2 separate regions of the Danio rerio genome follow, and region 2 is linked to region 1. A link is a contact called in public Hi-C data. All regions are on one chromosome and are shown on one strand. Each heading gives the region's core, a stretch centred on a gene start, on an enhancer-like site or on the middle of the called end of the contact. The rest is flanking DNA. Distances are from core to core; before and after follow the strand shown.

Region 1 (4,995 bases), core at 1,799-4,298:
AAAATACGCATAATATAACAAGTGCATAACTGAGTGGGTTAAACTTTTATTTGATAAGATGCACATAAACTACGAAGTGCACTTAAATTACAGTATGTACATTAAAAAATGGTTTGTTAGAGATGATGATAAAAATGTGTGTGAAAAAACAAACCAGCAGACTGAGCACACTGCAGAACATCTTAAATGGTGTTTTAGTCAATCTAAAATGCATTTACTGTTTCAGTATTAGTTTATATTATTAATTACCTCCGAGCGTCTGGAGCGTGTCAAGATCTCCGCGTCTGGCTTCAAACGCCCCCACGTGTTCATTGTGTGTCAATTGTCTTCTGAGGCTCAGGTACATTAATTAAATAAAAAATCATTGATGCAGCTTCTTCTACCGCAGTGATTCTGTTTTTACTGTTGATATTTGGCGCAAGTTAATCAGGAAGTGACGATTGTGTTCTCTTCGACTCTTTGGATAAAAACGCTGCTTTATTTTTAGGCGTTATTCCAGTTTTGCACAAATTTATGTAATAGCCTATATTTTGATGAAAACACAGCTATTGCCTACATTTTTGCACACACAGAACAAAGTCACGTACGAGGCTTGTCCTTTTTTTCATAAATAATTAGCTTAACCTTTGACAGGCACTGTTACTAGATTAATGGGATTATTATTCTGTTTAAATTATTTTATTACTGCTTACCTTCTTAATGTTATATCAACCTCTATCACTTGATCAATAAAAAGGCAGACATATAACAAGTGCGCTGTTAAATCTATTAAAACTGATAAAAGTGTATAAAAGTTTAGAAAAAAGTATAAACGTCACACATTACATTACTTATTTTATTATACTTAAAATGTTTAAATACTTAAAATTAAGAATTACTCATTAACTTGAGCAGCTGTTTTCCCACGCTGTTTCTGTTTCACTGATGGTTGCTTCATTTTAAATATATACACTCATATTTGCTATAACTTTGCATGAGCACATCAAGTTCAGCTGGAGAAAGAAATGCTGATCTCTTTTTTTAAGATGTTGCCATGGTCACTCGTAATATCTGCGCTCCATTGATAATGTCTCACGGTGCGCGCGCTTTACTCTGAGTTGGTCTACTCAAAGTTGATTGACCCAACTCAGATCAGCTGTTCTGAAACCGAAAACTCAGAGTTTTTAATCTCTCGGTAAATCAACTCAGAGTTCAAGTTTAAACTCCGAGTTGTTTGAACCTCCTTACTGAAACAGGCCCCAGTTTGAACGCTGAAAAATTTATTGGAAAACGTTGATTAATAAGAGAGAGTAAAAAGCGTCCTGGTGTGTGCAAGCCTTTACTCTTCATGTGATGGCATTAGCATTGCTCTAAATCTTACTTTTTTTGTTCACAGTGACGCTCTTGATGCTCTGGGTTTGAAGAGATACTGCTGCCGCCGAATGCTTCTGTCCCATGTGGATCTAATTGAGAAGTTGTTGAATTATGCTCCGCTGGAGAAATGAGGAGCGTCCTCGCCATTTGAAGATGAAAATCCCGCTCAGCCTCTCCTCATATTTTCAAAGACTTGATCCTGTTCAAAGATACAGACATGAGTTCTGACATGGATATTAGACCAAATCTGAAGAAACACACTTGTGATGTTGAATTTTTGTTTATTAGGGTTTTGTTAAATAAAGATTGAAATGTATCTTCTGCTTGTTTTTTTTTCACCTGTCAAATGTCTCATAAACAGAGAATAACTCTTTGTCTGAATGAGTGATTCATTGAAGTTCAAAACAACTGAATCATTTAGAAACACTGACTCTCTTTGTTCAAAGAGCACATTTTTAATTGAATTATAAACATTAGATGTAAAACTAACCAAACAACTACCTAAGATATAACAACACACACAGAAGTTTAAACCTAAAGCGTACTATTAAAGCTTATGAATTATGAACATTCATAAAAATGAATAAACAACAGATAATTACTGTGCTATTATTATAAAGCTATTGTATTATAATAATCATTTAAAGCAAAAATGGATCTATTAAATACCGAAGTGTGGTTGATAACACATTTGAACAATAAATCCATATTTATTTTGTACTTGAGAGATGTCAACAAGTAAACGAGTGATTCATTAAGTCGGTCGTTCAGATAGTTTGTTCAATACTACTGAATCATTTAGAAACACTTTATTTAAAAAGCACATTTTTAATTGAAACAAAGTTAAAATTAACCAAACAGCTACCTAAAATATGTTTGTTAAAGCCCTAGACTAGTCTCACACACATACACAAAATAAGTTTAAACCTAATTAGTAATAATACTAAAGCTTAAAAAATACATTCATAATAACAAGTAATTACTGTTCTATAATTATTAATCTATAGTGCTATAATTACAATTTAAAGCAAAATGGATCAGTTAAACATCATATTGTAGTTATAATGACATATTTGAACATTAAATTCATATTTATTTTGTACTTAAGTAATGTCAACAAGTAAACGTTACTTACAGAAACAGACCAAAGCAGAAACTAATTAAATCAGTAATAAAACAGATGAAATTTCTATATAATTTTGATGAAACAAATTTCACCCCATTAATATTTTTGTAACCAGTGTCATTTCTATTTGGAATACATTTCATTTAAGTTACATTACATATACATTAATACAATTTAAACTGTAAGGAATTAATGCATTACTTTTAGGCTTTGGAATATAATTTTAGTTATTAAGATATTAAACAGATTTTGAGCTTAATTTTGTTTTAGCAAACGCGAAATAAATGGAAATTCGACGGATAATCAGTAACTGTTGCTTTAAAAATTAATGAGTGTGCTTCCGTTTTATAAGTGCTCACAGAAATACATTCCCACGGAAACAAATGTCGACGTTTAGTCATTTCATCTTTGTTAAACTTACACGTGCCAGTCTGGAAGAAAAAAAAACATCAAAGGTTAAAACACACGACATTAAAATATATTTAAAGCAACATTCAAATAACCTTCAAATAAGAAGATGATATTGACCTTACCAACATGGCTGCGCTTCCGGCTCTCGTTGCGAAACAGTTGCATAAACTCTCCTTCAAAATGAAAAGGCAATAGACAGGGAAACACCTGATTATTAAAGCCTTAAAGCAGGGAAGAAACGACACGATAACATGTTTTCAGCAAATATCGCTAGAAAGGTAACGTTATGTTTTTGTGCTTTGTGTTCATTTTGTGGCGACAGAATTTTAAAGATGTTATTTGACCTCACGTGTCTGAATATAGAGAGATCATCGTCATTCTGCATAAGGGTATTACCTTTAAAGCTATTTAAAGCAACTATTAAAATGTATAAAACATATATACATTTAAATATATTAAAATGGAAATTATAAACCTAAAACTACAGGTTGTATTAATGGTGTATCAGATCAACATCAGATTAAAATTTTTGTTGTCTCCTCTTCTTATAAGGTTTTATTGTAAAAATAATGTTGTTTTATATATATATATACACGCTTTTGTAATAGCTTGTGACAAAACACTATGAAAGTGGCAAACTCCTTCCCCCTCCTCAAGTTACTGCATTCATAATTGTCAAAAACATTGTTAATAATCAAAATGTTTTATACATAACATTTAAAACAAGAACTGAAAATATAAAGTAACATTTGTAAACATGTTAAGTTGTTTACATAGTGAATTATAGAATTAAATAAAAATGCATTCACTTTATTGTAAATTACATGAATAGGAAATTATATGAATAGTAAATTATATGAATAGGTAAAATCTGATTAAAAAACAGAAACAGATTAAAATAAGCTAAATAAAAAAATATGAAATTATAATAATAGTATTAAAAAGCTTATACACCACTTAAATTAAATGCGTTGCAGCAAATACATAAGTTTATGATTTCCAAAAATAATATCCATGTTTACGTAAGTATTAACAAGTGAAAATAATTTTTTCCTATATTTTGATTCAGTATTATTTAAAATATATAAGGATTTTGTATATAAGGGATTGGGTTTTATGATAAAACACAATTATTATGCCATCATTAATTCATTTTTTTTCCCGGCTTAGTCCCTTTATTAATCTGGGGTCGCCACAGCGGAATGAACCACCTACTTATCCAGCATATGTTTCAGGCAGAGGATGCCCTTCTAGCTGCAACCCATCACTGTAAAACATCCATACACACACACACACTACAGACAATTTAGCTTACCCAATTAACCTATAGTGCATGTCTTTGGACTTGTGAGGGAAACCGGAGCACCCAGAGGAAACCCACGCCAATACGGGGAGAACATGCAAACTCCACACAGAAACACCAACTGATCTAGCTGAGGCTCGAACCAGCAATCTTCTTGCTGTGAGGTGATCGTGCTTCCCACTGCGCAACCGTGCTGCCCTAACTATGCCATTATTAATAAGTTATAGTTGATTAGAAAAACTAATTATAAAAAAAACACAATTTTCTTGCCCTGAAAATAATCACAGAAGGTGATTATGGTGCTAAAAACAAACAAGTGTTTCATTCATAATGCTGTGTAAAATAGTATACACACTGAGAGTTCAAAAGGATGGTTTCTTTTATGCTTATGTCAGATGAATCCTACATTTATTGGTGTTTATTATTGTTTATGTTGACAGGAGCAAACAGATTTTCATGGTTGTCTAATATGTGTTGTATTCTCAGGTTGTTTGTTCTGTGTGTCGGGCATCTCTGCGTCCCACTGTGTGTCCAGTGGTTTATCGAGGTTACCGTGGCGATGCTCCAGAACCGACCATCCTTGAGATCCCGTTGCCGCCTTGGCAGGAGAGAGCAGGAGAAGCTCTGGACATCAAGAGGAAGAGACTGCTGTACGAGAGCCGCAAGAGAGGCATGCTGGAGAACTGCATCCTGCTCAGGTCAGGCTGACACAACACACCACAACACAGCCTCGATTACACCTGCAGTTAAAGTGAATGAACTTTAAAAATAAAAGAGAAAGCTCACAAATATTAATGTCATT
Region 2 (4,995 bases), core at 1,349-3,848, 240 kb before region 1:
GTGAGTGTGTATGGGGAATTCCCAGTACTGGGTTGCGACTGAAAGGGCATCCGCTGCGTAAAACAAATGCTGGATTAGTTGGCGGCTCATTCTGCTGTGGCGACCTCTAATAAATCAGAGACTAAGCTGAAGGAGAATGAATGAATGAATGTTTTGGTGTATCATTTTCAACTTATATTACCTCAGTCAAGGCTTTTAGACTATATATACACACAGTTATAGGCCATTCTTTTAGTTTGGCTAGTAAAAAAGCTTTTTTAAATAAACAATAAATAATAATTCAGGTCAATATTATTAGCCCCCTAAAAAGATGTTTTCTTCAGTTGTTTACAGAACAAACCACTATTGTCCAATGACTTGCCCAATTAACCAAACTTTAACCTAAGTAACCTAGTTAATCCTTTTAATTGCACTTTAAGCTGAATACTAGTGACTTGCAAATAGGCATAGGCTAGTATAAGATACTGAGTGTATGATAATCTTGGATAAAAATATCATGGTTTCACGGTACTGTGGTCACAGCTCTATAATATACTCTTTTTAAATGTCTGGGTAAAAACAAAAACCTTTTTCCTCTTTGAACACAATATATTTTATTTTTTAAAAGATTTAAAATATTTTTGGAGCAGTAAACACGTCAGGTTAAATAATTTAAATGAAGTAATGACTTCTGCTGTCTATTAGTTTCAAAAACACTGATTTCTTCACAATTTAAAACGGCATCTTTGGATATTTTTCCATACTGTTGTCCTATAAAAAACGTAAAACAAAACATAAAATAAAAAATCTTACACATACTGTAGGAGTGGTTTAGCAGAAAATGTTGGCGGTTTTAAAAACAGACTATTCCAAACCGAGGTATACCTTAAAAATGGTTGTCATCCCATGCTTGCAAATATTTATTTATTTATTTACAGCATGTTTAATGCCATATCAGCAGTCTTGGCTACATTTATGGCAAATCCTAAACTAAATATACAATATGCAAAATCCAATAATATCGATTTCTTAATAAAAATTCATTTTACAAAAAAAAAAAAAAAAAAACACAAATAACAACACTGAATAAAATCATATACAATTTTTAGTGTGATTAATGACAGATATTCAAATATCTCTCCAGAAGACACCTTTTTAAACACTTCCTCTTTAATATGGTTTAAAAATACAGATTATATTAAAAAATGCTTTATCGTCAAAATATTCAAAATATAGGTTTTTCTTCTCCTTTTAATCAATACGAGTGTGTACTTCCTGAGTGACCTCATTTAATACAGTGCTCAGCATAATTAAGTACACCACATTTTAAAAAATGAATATTTGTATGCATTTCTCAGTGAATATAGGCAATGTGTTTTGCTGCATTTAAACAAAACAGACTTATTAAACAAATATATTTTTTTCAAAATAATGTTAAAGTCACCAAACATATTTAGAAATTGGAAGATAATACACTTAAATTCAAACAAAATATTGCAAAAATAAATTACAACCTACAAAATTTCAACTAAATCTTTACATTTTTTTGGCTTCTTTTGATTTGTTCTCTTTTTTTTAAGTTTGTATTTTATATTTTTCTATAACATATATACTAGTGTACTAGTTTTTGGACTCTTATCGTAAGTTATTTTGTTAGATAAGCTCCAGATTTGACTAATCTAATGTATATGCAAAATACACTGTTGTAAAGCTGCCTATTAAAATATGAATTTAAAAGATAGATTTGTTAGGGGTGTACTTGTATATACTGCACAACCTGATCATGTCTATTTTCAAAATGGTAATTATTTTTTTAATTTACAAACAGATTCACTTTATATAAATTGTTACTGCATCCCATTCCCTTTGCCATTTCTCAATAATATACAGATTCAAAGCAGGTTTGGCATCTCACAAATAACTAGTTATACTCTTATAACTAACCTAAAAGAAGTTAGTTATTAGAAACTAGTTATTAAAAATGTTATGTTAAAAAATGTGCTGAAAAATAAACTCTGTTAAACAGCATTTGGGAAATATTTGAATATCATCATCATCATCATCATCATCATCATCATTTTGTCTTCAACTCTAACGTTATATAGCATTTTATATACATAAATTAGTGGTTAGAAACATCTCCAAATGAAACTTTTTACAATTAGGCCATTTATTAAGATTTATATAGATGAATTGTAAAATGTAAGGATATTAGAAAACAATCGAGAGAGCAGGTTGTATGTAACTGACAGATCAACACAGCTCCTAAAACGAGTCTCTTCAGCGTAGTAACATTATAAATGTTTTAATATAGTAGTCACAGTTAGATTTATAAGCCAGCTCAAACACTGAGATGATAAATATTTTAACTAGTGAATATATTTCACAGACTTGCCCCAGTTTCTATCCGCACCGCACTACAACACAATCATTCTTTCAATACTCACATATATCGTCTTCAGAAACCAGTCCGTCTTCCATCGTCGTCGGTCGACAGCGTGTTACGTCTCCAATGTGAGCATCTTCTAATATTAATCTAGTAGATCTTCATATTATTTTGTGATGTCCGGCTACGTTTCTGTGCGATTTTCTCTCAGCCGAGCTCAAGCCTGCCGCTTTGGGAAATGACGAATCCTACTGAAGCGAGCAAACGTTTGCCTCATGAATATTAATTACGCCATGCGGATATCTGTTCGCTTTCCTCCAATGGCGAACGTTGTGAATTTAAATATTAACCAGTCACTTCCAATGGCGTGCATTTAGTTATGAATATTGAATTAAATGCGTAGACGTCACTTGTGACGCTCCAATGGTGAAAGGCTACTTATGAATATTTAACATGTTTGATGTAACTTTACTCTCAAGCAGGAAAATAACATGACAGCTTATTATATACAGTCAAAGACGCGCGCTTTGTCATGTTAAATAAGAAAACGCCATTTATGTTTTTATCTTACTATCTTAATCAGATAGTTCACCCAATTTCCTCCATTTGTTCCAAACCTGTTTGAGTTTCTTCTGTTGAGCACAAAGGAAGATATTCAGAAGAATGTTGAGGGAAAACAGCCATTGACTTCCATACTTCCCTACTATGGATGTCAATGGCTGCTTTTCCATCATTTACCTACATTTTTTGTTTTGTGTTCATCATAACTAAGAAACTCAAGAAAAGTTTACCACCACTTGAGTGTGTGTAAAGGGTGAGAAGGTTTAGATTTTGGGTGAGCAATCCTTTTTAGTTTGTATACAATTATACTTATTTTTATGAAGTAATAAAAAATCAGATTTAACTTAAGCATGTTTAGCTACTTAAAGAGATAGTTCAGCCCAAAGGTAGAAATTTAGCTATCATTACCTCCTTTTGTTCCACCTGTTTGTTTCTTTCTGCTGTTGAACACAAAGGAAGATATTCAGAAGAATGTTGAGGGGAAAAAAACAGCCATTGACTTCTATGGTATGTTTTATTCCTACTATGGATGTCAATGCTTTTTTCCAACATTTACCTACATTTTTTGTTTTTTGTTCAACATGTAAACTTAAGAAAAGTTTACAACCAGTTGAGTGTGTGTAAACAGTGAGAAGGTATAATTTTTTTGGGTGAACTATCCCTTGAAGTTTGTATTATACTTATTTTTTATTGGGTAAAAAAAAAAATCTGATTTAATTTAAGCATCTTAAAGAGATAGTTCACCCCAAAAATAGAAATTGAGTTATTATTACCTCCATTTGTTCCATGTTTGAAGTTCTTTCTGCTGTTAAACCCAAAGGAAGATATTCAGAAGAATGTTGAGGGGGGAAAAAACAGCCATTGAATTTAGTATGTTTTATTCCTACTACACTGCTGAAAAAAACCCGCTTAAACCAGCCTAGGCTGGTTGGCTGGTTTTAGCTGGTCGTCCAGTTTAGATGGGTTTTAGCTGTTTTCAGGCTAGCTTCCAGCCATTTCCAGCATGGTCTTATAGCTGGTCCGGCTGGAAAATCCCCATCTAAAACCAGATTGACCTGCCTGGTTTAAGTTGGACATAGCTGGTTTTGGCTGGGCTCACAGTACAAACTAGACTGGTCAAGCTGGTTTTAGCTGGTCATATATCCCAGCCTGACCAGCTAAGACCAGACTGGAAATGGCCAAATGCCCTCTCAAACCAGGCTGGTCGACCAGCTAAAACCAGCTAACCAGCTTAGGCTGGTTTTAGCTTTTTTTTTTCAGGAGGATGTCAATGAAAACATTTACCTGTTTTGTGTTTAACATGGAGAAACTTACGAAAAGTTTACAACCACTTAAGAGTTTGTAAACGGTGAGAAGGTCTTAACTTTGGAATGAACTACCCTTCAAGTTTGTATTCAATTATACAATTTTTTATGTAAGTGTGTAAAATATTTCTGGTTTAATTTAAGCATAAGCATCTTAAAGAGATAGGTTACCCCAAAAACAGAAATTTAGCAAACATTTCCTCCATTTGTTTCATACCTGTTTGAGTTTCTGTCTCCTGTTGAACTCAAAGGACGATATTTAGAAGAATGTTGAGGATTAATGATTTTTGATTTAATTTAAGCATCTGAAAGACATAGTTCATGCCCAAAAATAGAGGTTTAGTTATCATTTCCTCCATTTCTTCCATCTCTGTTTGAGTTTCTGCTGTTGAACACAAAGGAAGATATTCAGAGAAATGTTGAGGGGGGAAAAACAGCCATTGACGTCCATCTGTTTTATTCCTACTATATGGATGTCAATGTCTGCTTTTCCCCAACATTTACCTAAATTTCTTGCTTTGTGTTCATCATAACAAAGAAACTCAAGAAACATTTACAACTGAGTGTGCGTAAACAGTGAGAAGGTCTTATTTTCTTTGGGATGAACAGTACCATTAAGTTATTTTTATGTAAACGTAACAATTAAACTTATTTTTTGATGTTAAAAATCTTTTAAGGAAATAATATTTCTGCTTTAATTTACGCAACAAACGCTAATCTTATTGGTAATGAGTGACATGCAATAATCATCTACATACTATGAAA

Evidence for each region. A called contact is a pair of places that touch in the nucleus more often than the background predicts.
Region 2: a contact with region 1 is called in a Hi-C map of an unstated tissue, with 2.4 times the contacts expected there. The contact joins the promoter of ankdd1a here to the promoter of sdhaf2 in region 1. A contact is called at or near these places in 2 of 18 Hi-C or Micro-C datasets (hematopoietic stem cells and an unstated tissue).

Annotation. Positions count from the first base shown.
Region 1 is chr7:13,333,499-13,338,493 of GRCz12tu, reverse strand. sdhaf2 (succinate dehydrogenase complex assembly factor 2) reads left to right here and starts at 3,048. Exons shown (of 4, transcript NM_001082864.1): 1 at 3,048-3,168; 2 at 4,680-4,891. The coding sequence starts at 3,142. The region is part of intron 11 of slc25a22b (solute carrier family 25 member 22b); the gene reads right to left. It overlaps polr2l (RNA polymerase II, I and III subunit L), which reads left to right. Exons shown (of 3, transcript NM_001159825.3): 3 at 1,376-1,722. The coding sequence ends at 1,484.
Region 2 is chr7:13,576,598-13,581,592 of GRCz12tu, reverse strand. ankdd1a (ankyrin repeat and death domain containing 1A) reads right to left here and starts at 2,598. Exons shown (of 15, transcript NM_001099248.2): 1 at 2,427-2,598. The coding sequence starts at 2,460.